Linked DNA regions of Hordeum vulgare: region 1 is linked to region 2. A link is a contact called in public Hi-C data. All regions are on one chromosome and are shown on one strand. The core of a region is the stretch at or near the end of the contact, and the rest is flanking DNA. Distances in the headings are between cores, read along the strand shown.

Region 1 (3,899 bases), core at 973-3,472, 480 kb before region 2:
TCAAAAGGGCTGATTCACATGTCATCTTGGTGTGTGTTTGGTTGCAACACAGCATGTGACGTGTGCTTATTGTGGACGCCACTATGTGTTGCCCTAAGCGAGAGGCGGGAACACTTGCTCAAGAGAAGCTGCCAGTTGGGCCGGCTAAACAATCTCACTATTTTGTTATTTTTCAGTTTTTTAGTTCCATTTTTGTTATTTTTAATTTTTATACTTCCAAATATACTGAATAAATATTTATGGAAATCATTATGCATAAATCCTTTGAAAAATGTTGATAAAAAATTTCAAAAATGTTAAATGTGTTTATAGACAACGTTTATCACATACACGAAAAACATATACAAATTAAAATGTGTACGAAACAATTGGATCATGTATTTAATTTTTTAAATCAAGCATTAAAAAAATATTGTATAGGTGTATGCAAAATGTTAATCAAGCATCAAGCATTTATACAAAGTTAAATTTGTTTAGAAAAAATGTTGACCATGTGTTAAGAAATGATGAAAACATCTGATCATGTATATATAAGTGTTAATCAAGCATCTGAAAAGAATATCTAACAATTATTTCAAAAATGGTAGCCATCCATTTGAAAAATGTTAAAGGTGTATATAAAAATATTTACCCTCTATTTAAAATGATGGAGATTTGTGATCATGCATATAAATATTCTAATCAAGCATTTCATAAAGAATGTGGATCTAGTATTTAAAAATGTAATTTTTTTTAAATTATGTATAAAATGTTTTCCATGTATTACAAAAAAATGTAAATATTGGATTATATATTTTGTTTAGCAATACGTTTAATAAAAATATCGACTATATTTTAGAAAAATGTTAAATTTATATTTAAAAAATTTAGGTGTGTATTAATTTTATTTTGTTGACATATACCATAAATATAGAATAAAATCCAGAAGTACATGGAAAACCGAAAAGGAAACATATAAGTGAAAGAAAAAAGATATTAAAAAATTAATTTCTAAGAAAAATGCAAAAAAGGAATGATAAAGGAAAAAAAAAGAATAAAAGAATAAAAAAAGTAAAAAAAAGAAAACAGGATCGAATCACCTCATGTAGGGGGGAGTTGGACGGAGTGGCTAGCAGTGCCCGCAATCTCCATGGAGATTAGGGATTGATTGCTGCTTTTCCACTTTCATGTGCTCTTTTTCATTAAAAAAATTTAGTCTTTTTTTTTTCCATTAACTGTGCGAGTGCGAATGGTCCGGTTCAATTACGGTAAAACTTTGAGCGAGACTTTCTAGCTACTTGCTTAAAGCAAGATATAGACCCTGTTTGAAACCATCCAGATTATATAATCTGTTTTTTATAATCTATTGTATTTTTAAACATGACAGTTTATATTGTAGATTTTATAAACTAGATGACCAGATTATTATAATCTCATAATCTGCTCTATCCCAGCTAAAATGAGATTATGGATTACAAATGACGTGTTACCCTTGTAAACTTCAAGAGAATTACGCAGTGCCACCGCCACTTTCCTATTTTTCCTTGTAAACAGAGGACAAACATGTCATTGTACAATTTAAAAGCTGGTTTACAGTTTATATAATCTGGCCTCCAAACATGCACACCTGGATTATTTTTATAAATCAGATTATATAATATATATTCATAATTCAGATTATCATAATCTATTATGGTTCCAAACAGGGTCATAGGTCTTGTTTAGAACCACTTAGATTATATAATCTAGTTTTTGTAATTTATTCTATGTCCAAACATGACATATTATGGTGTAGATTATAAAAAATAGAAAGACAGATTATTAAAAACTCACAATCTACTCTACCCCAGTTAAAATAAGATTATGGATTGCTAATGATCCATTATTTTTGTAAAGTTAGAGATAATTACATTTTGTACCACCGCGAGCCTCCTCTTTTTTTTAAAAAAAAAAGAGGACGGACAGGTTATTATGCAATGTAAAGCTTGGATTACAGTTTATATAATCTGATCTTCAAACATGTCCATCTAAATTATTTTTATAAATTAAATTGTATAATGTATTTTTATAATTTAGATTATCATAATTTATGGAGTATATGGTTCCAAACAGGACAAGAGTCGCCGCGTGTTATATGAGCTCCTGCAGCGGGCGGCCCGCCCCGACCGCACGCCCATGGCCGCGGAATCTAGCGGCAGCGTAGAGTCACCTCAAAAAAAAAAACAAAAAAACCGGCAGCGGTAGAGAGATGGCCGCGCAGTGAGCGTGGGACACCGCGGGACGACGGCACGAGGAGGCGGGGATGATAAAAAATGCAGTGTCCTCGCTGATGGTGCGCTTCCTCCACCTGCCCCGCGCCGCCCCCACCCTCACCTACCGGCCCCGTTGCCTCCTTCCGCTCCCTCCCCCGCGGCTGCGAGTTGCCGCGTCGGCCTCAGCACCCCTCGCCGCCATGTCGACGGCCGCGCAGCAGGCGGTCGCGGACCAGAAGCGCGCGGTGCGGTCCGACGTGCGCAGGGCGCTCAAGGCCCTCTCCCCCGATCAGCGCGCCAGCGAAGGTCACTCGCTCCTCCCCGCCTGGCTCGGAACAGCGTTGCCCACAAGCTGCTCGTCGATTTGCCTACTAGAGCTGATCTTTGCGCCTGCTGCCCCTCGCTAGCTTTTTTTGCGGATCGAGCTAGCTTGTAGTGTTAGTGCGGGACAGAAAAGAGTTGTGAAATTCTTAACAAGCAACAGGTCGATTTCTCCAGTACTTAGCATTAAAGCGTTTGCCGAGGGGTATGTTGATCTGATGACAAGTGTTAGGGTCTAAAAGGCTCTACTGGCATTGAAGTAGATTTCAATGATGCCGAGAGAAACAAAGATTGTTGTACTTACATTTGCACTTCTATTACCATAACAAAGTGGATTTATGTTGCGCTAATTATCTTTTAAATCTTTGGAGACCTCATGTGAGATTAGGGCTAGTGTAGTATGCTTCTGTGTTATAACATAGTTAATTTTGTTGATGTATTTACTAACTACTAGTACGAAACTCGTTTTTCCAGATCTGGCTATTCAAAACAATATTTTGAACTCTTCTTGGTTCAAAGCAAGCAAACGTTTGTGTGCCTATATAAGCTGTGCGCAATTACGAGAAGTTGACACATCAAAAATAATAGCAGAAGCTCTATCCCCAGATTCTGGTGAGTCAACTGGGTCTTGTATACAAATATGCTCTGTGTTATTTCCTGTCTCTAACGAATTGTTTGGTTTTAAGAACATGATGGACAAGCAAAGGATATCTATGTTCCTCGAGTGGAAGATAAAAACCGCAATATGCGGATGTTCAAAATCACGGCCATGGATGATTTAGTTAAAAATTCGATGAACATTCTGGAACCGTCACCATTGGATGCTAGTGGGAATGCTCGTGAAGATGGTATGAAGTTTATTTCCATGTGGAAACTTTCCCCTATTTTATTTATTAAGCCATTTCATCTGTAACGACAGTTGATTTATGTGTTACAACTGAGCCACTTTTAATCCTTACAGTGTTGTCAGCCTCATCCCCTGTTGATCTTTTTGTATTGCCTGGTAAGCTCTTCATCGTTTGCCACATTCATTTCTTTCATTTATCTTTCTTGAGGTCACTCATGCTTGACATTAGAAATTCAATTGGATAATATTTGTTATTCATGCAGGACAAGCTTTTGACAGAACTGGCCGAAGACTAGGACGTGGTGGAGGGTAGGACTACACGTTATCCTATCATGATATATAATGCCTTATATTATGTACATCTAGCACAAGAAAAAAAAGTCTGTCGATGTGCAGTGACATCTTTATCCAACTATGAAATTGTTCCATTTCAAACTTTCAGTGCCAGCTAAAATCTGATTCATGTAGTCTGCTATGAAACAAATAATATCATGATTTAG
Region 2 (3,968 bases), core at 421-2,920:
GCAGCAAGAACACAAAACAACAACAAGAAGAACCCAGCTACTAGCTACATCCATGAATGAATAATGAAGCAATCCATGGCCAGCCGATTGAGATGAAGGATTGTTTCGGATCCCTTTTCTTTGTCCGAGGAATCGAACAACAGATGCATCCATCCCCTACTAAACCTAGAATGAACGAATTGCGCAAATCGCAGCAGCAATGGCCGATCCAACAACCACCACGATTTAGCTTGTGCTTGACGAGGACTCGAGGTTCATGAAAGAACCCATTTTCCGATCATTGGCCGGCAAGTTCTGGAAGTGCCAGTGCGGATGGCCGTCATTTTGAGCCGACGCCGAGCGTGAGCTCAAGCTCCTCGGCGGCGACCTCATGGATCCTTTCCCCTTCCCACGGCGTCACCCTCCCCTTGTCGAACTCGAATTCCGGGCCGCCTCGGCCCCTCTCCCCCGCCATTCCCTCCATCTCCATGGAGTTTGAGCTGGAGGCGCCTAGGTTGACGAGGTTGTACGCGGGGGACGTCGGCGCCGTCGTGGCCATCTGGAAGCTGATCCACCGGCCAGAGTCCACCGTGGAGACGTCCGACTCGTCGCACTCCGGTATCGTGTCCGGATGCTCGTGCCGGCGGCCACGGGTGGGGCTCGCCGGCGCGGAGAGGGCGAAGAACGGGTGCCGGAACGGGTCGACCTCCCAGTCGGGCTTCAGGATCTTGGGCGGGCGCGACGCCGTCGGCGACGAGAGCGGCGGCGTCACTGGCGCGCTGTTGGAGACCCGGAGCGGGGGCAGGTTGGGGAGGCCACGGAGGAACGGGAGGAGGCAGGCGGGGCTCGGGTTGTCGAGGCGCGTGGGGCTCGGGAAGCTCGACGAGGCCGGGCTGGCGTGGTAGGAAGGCACCGGGCTCGGGAACGACGACGACGGCGCGCTGAGCAGCTGCGAGGACGAGCAGGGGCTCATGCCCGCCGACGAGACCCCACCGAACGGCCCGGACGACGGCGGCTTGTATCCCTGCCACGAATCGAACCACACAATCAGATCTACACATCCAAGCAAAAGCAAGCCCAGCTAGATCCAGGAAACGGAGGGAGGGAAGAAACATGGGGGTGAGGGCGATCTCGATCTCGAGAGCCGAGACCAAGAAACGAGGTCTAACTCGGTCTGACCTTGCGGTAGGTGGTGCCGTCGTCCTCCACTACCCATCCGGCCTCGCGGCAGAGCTCCTTGAGCACCTCGTTGTTGTCGCAGTGCTTGGGGAGCTTGTAGTTGCCGAGCGCGCGGAGGCCGGTGAAGATCTTGGCGGCGATGGCCCGGCGCCGCCGCTCGCGCCGCTTGTTGTTCTCCCGCTCCTTCCACGTCGGCGTCCGCCCCAGCCCGGCGTCCGCCTCCGCAGCCGCCGCCGCCGCCGCCGCCGCCCGGGCAGCCCCCGACGTCATGCTAGCCCGCTAGCTCCCCTGCTCCGTCCGCGCTGCTCTGCTCTGCTCTTTCTCCGTCCGGTCCCTTCCCTTCTCTCTCCACTTGGCCTAGCTCGTTTCTTTAATGGTGAGGTGGGGCGCTACAGTGAGGGAGGGAGGGAGCTGCTGCGGCGTGGAGTGGCGTGGTGTGTGATGAGCTGAGCTGAGCTGAGCTCTCTCTCTCTCTCGTGTGGGGTCGTCTGGGCTGGCTCACGAGGAGGGTACGGCGACCCCTGCTTTATTGCGACTGGATTAGCCAGATTTTCTACTGGTGATGTCCGGGACGGGCCGGGCCTACCTCTCCCTCTCCATCTTGGCGGGCACGGCTTTTGAGGACGGTGAGTGTGAACTACGTACGCTCTTTCTTTGACGTGAGTGCGAGTGGTGCTCTGCGTGCCTGTGCCTGTGCCTGTGCCCGGTGCATTGGGATTTGCCCGACGAATTTTACGGCCGGTGTAGTCTAGATTTCGGTACGTACACAACCAACGAGGAGTATCTAGGGGTGCAAAGTGCGTGCGTAGAAAGTCGGTTTGTAAAATGCCGTCGATCGACCAAGGGCTGTGTGTGTGGCTTGGCAGATTTACCAAATACTATCCCATAGGCCTCGTTTGGTTAAGGGGATTGGAAGGTTTTAAGATGGAAGGATTTTAAGGGATTGGTTGAATCTCTTTATTCCACCCAATCCTCTCAAATTTCTGGGATTTTGTTTTCACTAGTCCTCCAAAGAGGATTTTGAAACACATAAATAGAAAGGGATTGAAGGGGAACGGAGGGGATTCGCCTAAGCAAACCCCTCCTACCAAATGGACGTCCGAGGATCTGTGGGGTTTCTGAACCCTCCGGAGATTTTCCTCTCAAAACCTCCCCAATCCCCCTTAACCAAACGAGGCCTAAGGCCTGCTTTGGTTAAGGGAGATTAAGGCCTGCTTTGGTTAAGGGAGATTGGGGAAGTTTTGAGAGAAAAATCTCCGACAGGGCCAGAAACTCCACAGATCCTCGGGCGCCCATTTGGTAAGAGGGGTTTGCTTAGCACAATCCCTCCGTTCCCCTTCAATCCCTTTCTATTCATGTATTTTAAAACCCTTCTCGGAGGACTAGTAGAAGCAAAGACCCGGAATTTTTAAGAGGATTGGATGGAACAAAGGGATTCACCCATTCCACTGAAATCCACCTCTCAAAACCTTCCAAATCCCCCTTAACCAAACGAGCCGTAAGAACATGCGCAAACTTCTCCGTGCAAGAAACTCCACCTAACATGTTCGGGCCATTCTCTCCGAGAAAAAGAAAAATGCTCGGCCCCACCCTCGCGCGTGGAGTTGTAGCCCCCAACGCCGCCGTCTTGGAATGCCGTCCGTTCACACCAATCATTTTCTGCTCGGAGACGGGGAAATGCACTGTACGTACGTACAGTATGCCGCGATTAACTAGTTAGCCACGGGCCAAAATCTACACCTTCGAGTATATTTATACTTTAACGGGGCCTGGATCGACGGCGATGCCAGTGCCAAGTGGAAGGACGCGCTCTCTACTGTAAGTTTTGTTGCTTTGACACCTAAACCTCGTTGATTTACTATAGTACTGCCTAACGTACACTCCTACTACGTACGAATGCCTGCATGCGCCTACGCGCCACCACTTGTTTATGCCGCCACGGCGTCCTTGGCCGTAATACAATTGTTTTGTACAGTCTGACGGTCGGTGACAGAGAGCCGAATGGATAATTCGGCTGCAGACGCGGGACCATCTGCCGGGTCGCCGTTCTGGTGGAGGTTTGACCGAGAGGTTTACGCGTTGTGCACCTATTTCGAAGGTGGGATAGCAGCCCACCAACGCCTTCGAACAGTATTTGAAGCATCCGGGCTTATATTGGGCTCCCGTGCTCCATCTCTGAAAAATGTTCGGGTATTTGCAGGAGCAGCTAATTAACGAGCGCTTTCTCGGAAGCCTTCCGACGATCGCTCCCGCGTGTCGTCATTTGATACGTTTCCAGTCGTCGTCATGTCTTGCGTTTTGAGCATTTTTTTTATTTTACTTTTTTTTCGCACGCGTTTTCGCTTTGTTGAATGATTTTTTTGGTGTTACGTTTTTCACCGGTCTTTTGTAACTTTTTGGACGAAAAAAATAAAAATAAAAATTCCATGAAAAAACGTGTTTCCTGTTTTTTACGTGGAAAAACATGTTTTCTGTTGTTGTTTTTTTTTTTGCGAGGGCACGATTTTGCTTTCGCGAGAGGCACGACCGTGCCTATCGAAAAGAGAAAAACGCGTTTTCTGTTTTTTTGCGAGAGGCACGCTTTTACTTTCGCGAAAGGCATATTTTTGCCTTCGCAAGAGGTACCCCGTGCCTTTTAAAAAGGAAAAAAACGCATTTTTTTTTGCCGAGAGGCAGGCCCGTGCCTCTCCCGAAAGGAAAAAAAATGTTTTTAAAAAGGCGTGGTTTTGCTTCCGCGAAAGGCGCCTTCATGAGAGGCACGCCCGTGCCTCTTCCGAAAAGGAGGAAAATGCGTTTTCTGCTCTCTTTTT

The links. A called contact is a pair of places that touch in the nucleus more often than the background predicts.
Region 1: a Hi-C map of seedling shows a contact between it and region 2, with 3 times the contacts expected there. The contact joins the promoter of LOC123425571 here to the promoter of LOC123425569 in region 2. A contact is called at or near these places in 2 of 6 Hi-C or Micro-C datasets (leaf and seedling).

Annotation. Positions count from the first base shown.
Region 1 is chr2H:141,194,616-141,198,514 of MorexV3_pseudomolecules_assembly, reverse strand. LOC123425571 (5-formyltetrahydrofolate cyclo-ligase, mitochondrial) reads left to right here and starts at 2,222. Exons shown (of 7, transcript XM_045109262.1): 1 at 2,222-2,537; 2 at 3,027-3,164; 3 at 3,239-3,400; 4 at 3,514-3,555; 5 at 3,663-3,708. The coding sequence starts at 2,282.
Region 2 is chr2H:140,718,162-140,722,129 of MorexV3_pseudomolecules_assembly, reverse strand. LOC123425569 (protein BZR1 homolog 1) reads right to left here and starts at 1,670. Exons shown (of 2, transcript XM_045109260.1): 1 at 1,159-1,670; 2 at 1-1,003. The coding sequence starts at 1,428. The coding sequence ends at 320.